Linked DNA regions of Arachis hypogaea: region 2 is linked to region 1. The links are chromatin contacts, called in public Hi-C maps. All regions are on one chromosome and are shown on one strand. The core of a region is the stretch at or near the end of the contact, and the rest is flanking DNA. Distances in the headings are between cores, read along the strand shown.

Region 1 (3,341 bases), core at 493-2,992:
ATATTATAATTAAGAATAATGATTAAGAATTCTAATTTATTTTTTAATTATTTTTTTAATGTTTAAATAAAGAGAAAATGACAAATAAATTTTTGACTTTTTGATCCGTGGACATTTATTTTTAAAAATTTAAAAATATATTTAAGTTCCTAACTTTCTCAAAATCTAGACACATTTATCTCTATTATTCACTTGAATTTGTCAGGCCTAACGAAAAATCAAACCTGATTTCTATTATACTGATTTGGCTAATGTGAATGCTCACGTAGGAGAATTTTTAAAATGGAACAAATTAAACTCAGAAATTGATATGTTCAGATTTTGAAGAGGTCAAAAACCTAAATGTATTTTTAAATTCTCAGAAACTTAAATATTCGTAGACAAAAAAATCAGGGATCAATTTGTCATTTTTTCCTAAATAAATAAAACTTTATATATATATATTTTAAATATCAAATGATAAATATTCAATTTTTTATTTAGAATTAGGAAGATAAACTAGGATTATTAATTATTTTTTATAACTAATTATATAATTTAATACAACTATTCATATAAAATCAAGCCGTAAAGCGAGTCCGTGAGGATCTATATACCATTTTAAGCTTCCATAATTAGGGGGTGGCAAAAGATTAGAGCACCAACCCTTTACGTATGAGCTTTGTTAAAAGATAATAATAATAATAATAATAATAATAATAATAATAATAATAATAATAATAATAATAATGCGTTTGTAATTTGTATGGTAATGGACAATGGTGACTATATTGACTCATGACTAGTGACTAGTAAGATATCAATTAAATGTACAAAGCATGCTCTCAAATATGTTTATTATTGTTAGGTGGGCTATGCTAGGCCCAATTTAGCTTCACGTTGTTCCGAATTCCTAATTGATTCTTGAACCTTAGCCAATCCACGCAAGTTGGGAATAATTTGAATGCATGTACCTTAACTCTTTGTAACTAATTAACTATACATAGATGAATTGATTGTATGCTTAAATTTTATATATAGTTTTAATGTTTTGTTTAATAGCTTTGGTTTGTGTATCTTAGCTTTTTTGTCTTGAAATTTTAAATCTCCTATGGTACTGTCTTGGATAGATTTCATAGACATAAGGCTAACCTTGTCATAATAGACGATTTAAAGGAAAATTATAAAACGAAGAAGTCAATAAACAATAACCTTGCAGTGTTTGTTTATGTTCATTAGATCACCTGCAATTTCTTTTCAGTAATGTGTCTTATCTTAGCAAGATACTAACCACCATCTTGGACTTTCTTCCTTCATAAATCATAAATAATAAAAAATCAATTATGTACAATTACAAGCTGCATGATTGCATCCATTCGTATTTTTTTTCAAAGAAAGAAAAATGAGAGATTAGCTTAATATCTTGTTGCCACTTATGATATTAATTATTTTATTAACTCTATTCATATTTATTTGTGAGCTCAACCATTTCGATACATGCCAAAGTATTGAGATTAGGATAAACTAAATATTGATACTTTTTTTTTGTATTTCTCATTTCGACAGGCCAAAAACTAGTCTCTCACGGATTGGAGCTTTATTTAAGAGTTTATTGTTGGCCAATAAATTGTTGCATACATACTTGCTTAAACAGACTAATAAATTAACTATTAAATCAATCTAGCTTAGTTTAAATATTGATACCTTTGTTACACAGTCACAAGAACTACTGACGAAGATTTTGGAACTTTGGAAGTTGGAACTACCAAGATCCAGTCAACAAAAATAAATCAGCCATTATGGGCTTGATTATGGGTAAAGGCTTAGGAGAGAACCCATTCTCTTTTCTATATCTCAAACTAAAAAATGATAAAACGATAAAAATGAACAAACTTTTCTCAGTTTGTCTCGTGAAAAGTAGGGTATGCCAGCCCAAAAAAATAGGGTGTCCAATGCCGGAGGTAATTACTAACTCCTTCTACGTATATAAAAAAAAATAAATAACCTCCTCCTACTGGTGGAGTTCCCTTTTAGTTTAGGATAATTACTAGGAAGATTCTACGGTAAAATTTCTCCGCATGTGCTCAAGAAGCGTGGCACTAGAGAAGAGACAACACGTGTTAGCCTTGTTTCTATACTTTTAGACAAGTTTTATGTTAAAATTTGTCAACGTTATGAATGCTAATTATATTGGTTTAATTTATTTTTAATGTGATAATTTATTTGTTAGGTTTTATTGGTTTTGAAAAATTTTGACCGTTTTAAATTTTTTGTAAATATTATCCATCACATAGAAATTGGTCCATAAAATAATAAATTAAAACAACAATAATATCCTTCTAAATTAATAATAAAAAAAGAAAGAGTTAAAATATCACCATCTAACTTTTTTTTCTTTCACTGAAATTTTTATTTAAAATTATATTTTTATTTTATATATATATATATATATCCTCATATTTAACTTATATAATAATAAATATATTTTTACCTTTAAAGCAGAGATAAATCCAAAAATTTAGTAGAGGACATGTCAAAAATTAAAATATTATATAGTTAAATATAATATTATATATTTAGTAATATATATAATCATAACTAATATTTTTTAATTAAAAGATACTAATAAGTACTTGTTATATAAAAAAATTATCTTAATTTTTATATATATATTTTTTATTTTAGATTTAATAAAATATAAAAAGTTATCTATTTTTTATTAGTTTATTTTGTTGAATATTATTATAACAGTAAGTTATATTTTTATGTTTCATATCATAAACAAATATGCTATAAAATAATATAAATAAATTATTCTAATAATTTTTATATATATTTAAAATATATTCTTGAATAAAATATATAAAATATAATTATTTTAATGAATTTACTTAATATGTTATAATTTTAATATCATAAAATAAATAAATAAGTTTTAAAATAATTTATTTTCATGCATGTACTTATAAAGATTTTTTTGTTATTATAAATATTAAAGTATTTTTATATGATAATACGTATGAGCATTAAGAGAAAAAATATTTAAAAAGAGAAAAAAAGTTTAAATTTTAAAAATTTAAAAAAATTATTTAATAAAAAAGATTAAAAATAATATTTATCTTAATTTAAAAATTATTACTTATTTTTGAATTTAATAATTTAATTATTTATCTAAAATAGTTAGTTACTCTATTTTAAAAATAAAATTATATAATATATAATAACTTTAAATACTTAAAACCATCAACTTTGTTCAAAAAAGTTATGTTTGCTCTCTTTTAAATTTGTCCCTGCTTCAAAGAAATCATTTATTCAAAATGAATGACTAATGTTATTTTTATTCTGTTTCTTTTTGTTTTTGG
Region 2 (3,740 bases), core at 1,171-3,670, 250 kb after region 1:
TAATGGCTCTACTAGGAAAATATCTATCCATATGTAACTTCAGCATTGAAGTCAAGAGAAAAAATGAGAAGAGAAAAATCTCTGTTCATATGAATTTATTATAAGTAGAAAATAAGAATATATAATTAAATTCATAATTCACTAACATTTTTTAACGTTTAATGTTAACAGGGACTAAATTGAAAAAAATTATACGATATAAAGACTCAATTGAAAAGAAAAAAAATATAAGGACCTAATTGAAAATTTGGTAAAATTATAGGGACTTGCAGATTAATTAAACCAATTAAAATCTAAAGAACTCCTCTGTACCTCGTTTAACTTATTACGGATTCCATTTTTACCTTTATGCTAAGATAAAATCATCACATTGTACTCACGGTGAGTGAACCAAACGGCCAAAACCTGAAGGGCCTATCACGTTTAGGCTGAAGGCGACCTTCGCAACACACAAGAATCAAATAGTGGTCAAAATGAAACCTATTCAGAATCCCAGAGTAAGCCTCCGGAACAACAATAGTCAATCATGATTTATGACAACTCTATCCAGCTTCTTTGCTACTTCTATATAATTCTGAATTTGACGATACCATGAGAATCTCCTCCCAATCATCTTAAGATCAAATAATCCGTAATCACCCAACGTGGTTACAAATCTATTAACTTCTTTGGCTAGAGAATTGGCCCCCTTTAATCTCATGGAAAAAAAGAACTTCGTTAAAATCTCCAAGCAAAAGCCAGGCCCCTGATATGCTAAAGACTGCATGATAAAGTGATCCCAAAGAATAACTCTATTTTGAAATTGAGGACTTCTATAAATTCTACTACACCGCCAAAACAAATTTTTCAACTGAACTTAAACACTGATTAAAGACATCAATTACGGTACAGCAAGTTCTCGACAAGAAAGAAAGAAACCAAATCTCTCCCTTGGGACCCACAGCCTCCACTATACCAACTGGAGAATATCCAAGATGCTCCCAAAAGAACTTCAGATTATGAAAAGGAGAATGAATTTTAACGATAATAAAGAAAGTATGAGAAAATTTTCTTACTAATTCTCTACAATGCACCCGAACTATCTTATTAGATGCACCCGTAATGTTTCAAATAATGATATTAAGACTATCCATAAAAATCAACTCCAAAAGAAAGAAGAACTAAACAGGGTTCCTAAAACGGCGGACATGTTGATAATCTGGGCTTTTCATGTAAAGTTTCCTTCTCTTGGCCATCCACAACCACCGCTTTCTGGCCTCTGACATTGTAGCCACCGTTTCTCTGCCATCTTTCTCTACTGGTGAATTTTGTAAGGAAAGTGGTCTTTGTCGCTCGCGATAGGAATGGTTTGCAACCTCTCCCTATTTTTGATTGCTCAGTTGGCCTTGGATCATATTCTCTTATTTCCTTTTATGAAAACCCCTAGTTCCGTTGCTCTTGGACACATCCACACGAGAGTGTTGGGATTTGGGCTTGGAATGAGATCATGATGATGGAAAGAAGGGTCCCTTAGATTGGGCTTGCTTTTTGGGCTTTAGACCCACATGAAATTTACCTTTACGTAACATTTATGTCCAACCATACATCTTTTCTGCTTGTGAAGTTTCCACATTATTATCATGCATAACATTTGTCTCAAGTATCGGGGTAGCTTTAGTTACGTGTTCTCTTCCAAGATTTTTGCCAAATTAAAAATTTTCTTTTTCAACATGCCCCGATTTTTTTAAATTTGAACTTGTCGGCTGCTGTGGAACAGTTTGTTCCGTGTCGACATTAGTCATGCCAACCTCCGTCACCTTTCTACTCTTTGCCTTGCACGCCATCATATCATGGCCAAACTTTACACATGACTCACATATTAAATTTAGACTTTCGTACTTCACAATGATCTTCTTAACTACTAGTAAGTCCAAATTAATCTGGACACAAGTACAGACATATCTTCCTCTCTCTGCCATTTTGGTAGCCAAATCAACTTTAATCAGATTTCCTATTGCGGCCACGATACGAAGCATTGCTTGTTTCTAGTAACACTAAATCAAAAGGCTTGAAACTCTAATCCATACCAAAGATAAATCAAAGGATTATTCACAAAGACAAAATTCTCCGTCCCATGATTTTACCGCCACATAATGTCCTTCGATCAACCAAGGACCCTAGCATGACTTTGTCTCGATTCTCAAAAGAGTCGAATTTCACCAAGAAATATCTGACCTCACGTCTAATAATTCAAAACCACTCTTAATCCGTCAAATCACTTTATAGAATTCTGCAGACTACTCTTCACTTTCTTAATAAAGGTAACACTAGATAGCACAGAATTATCTTATTTTTTGTCACGTCTGCCAAATCTTCCTCTCAGTTCAAAAATTTTAATCGTCTTTGTACTCATAACTTTGTCTCTAAAAAAGACCCTAATCGACTTTGAACTTTCTTCATGAAAAAATTTCTCCAAATCTCCTAATGCAAACCTAACCCCACTCTTTCCTTTATCACTTCCGCCCGCAATACCATCTATCTTCTTGTGTTTCGCCCTGGAACCCTCGCTCCGGCTCACACCTTCACTCATGATAGCAAGCGTTATTATTTCCTTATTTGATTCCACGCTTATAAAATTTAGAAGTGTAAATATAATTTTTTTTATTTATTTTAAAAAAAAATCCGGAGAGGAGAGGAGAGAAGTGAGAACTCAGAAGTGAAGAGGGCAGGGAAAGCGAACCGGTGCGAAGTGAAACGAACAGTACAAGTACATGGAGGGACAAGATGAAGCCCAAAGCAGGAACATGGGACACGTCAGCAGCTAGAGAAGACCAGTCGATAGTATGAGAGCGTGTGTTGTACTTCCTCTCTCTCTTCTCCCTCTCCTAGGCCGGCACACCACCAGACACACCCTCTCTCCTCTCCCTCTCTCTCCCACACAGCTCCCTAAATCGCAGGAACAAGCACCAACCCATTCTTGCAACAAAGAATCATATCAAACTCCCAAACACACCACAAAAGTCAATTCTCTTTCTTCCGAGTTCCAATAATCTTCATCGAGATGCAGGTCAACACTGCTCAACCCACAGTCTGACCAACCTAAGCAGATCCCCTCTCTTCCTCTCTAATTTCATTCATCCATCCATCACCAACAATAACAAAACGAACATGACCTCTTCTTCTTCCTATTATTCTAGAAGCTTCTCGGCGAACCCGCGGGACTACAAGCTTCTGGAAGAAGTCGGATTCGGCGCCAGCGCAACCGTCTACCACGCCGTTCACATCCCCTCGAACGAGCAAGTCGCCGTGAAGGTCCTGGATCTGGACCGATGCAACAGCAACTTCGACGACATACGGCGAGAGGCTCAGACCATGAGCCTCATCGATCACCCCAACGTCGTCCGCGCCTTCTGCTCCTTCGTCGTCGACCGGAGTCTCTGGGTGGTTATGCCGTTTATGGACCAAGGCTCCTGCCTACACCTCATGAAGGTCGCATACCCCGACGGCTTCGAAGAAGATGCCATTGGATCCGTACTCAAGGAGACACTCAAGGCTCTTGACTACCTCCACCGCCATGGCCACATCCACCGCGATGTTAAGGCTGGGAATATACTTTTGGATTCCAATGGCGATATCAAACTTGCTGATTTCGGTGTTTCTGCTTGCATGTTTGATGCCGGCGATAGGCAGCGGTCCAGGAACACTTTTGTTGGAACTCCTTGCTGGTTTGATTTCTCAATTCTATTTTCTGTTTTTAATTG

Evidence for each region. A called contact is a pair of places that touch in the nucleus more often than the background predicts.
Region 2: a contact with region 1 is called in a Hi-C map of leaf, with 2.1 times the contacts expected there. The contact joins the promoter of LOC112775248 here to the enhancer-like site in region 1. A contact is called at or near these places in 3 of 8 Hi-C or Micro-C datasets (leaf and an unstated tissue).

The regions. Positions count from the first base shown.
Region 1 is chr19:99,224,444-99,227,784 of arahy.Tifrunner.gnm2.J5K5, forward strand. No RefSeq gene overlaps it. Among protein-coding and RNA genes, the nearest start is that of LOC140182300, 3.6 kb to the left of the region's middle. Within about 2 kb of position 1,743, at least 3 of the 3 cell types and tissues checked have open chromatin away from gene starts, as enhancers often do.
Region 2 is chr19:99,475,812-99,479,551 of arahy.Tifrunner.gnm2.J5K5, forward strand. It overlaps LOC112775248, which reads left to right and starts at 2,421. Exons shown (of 20, transcript XM_025818763.3): 1 at 2,421-3,704. The coding sequence starts at 3,148.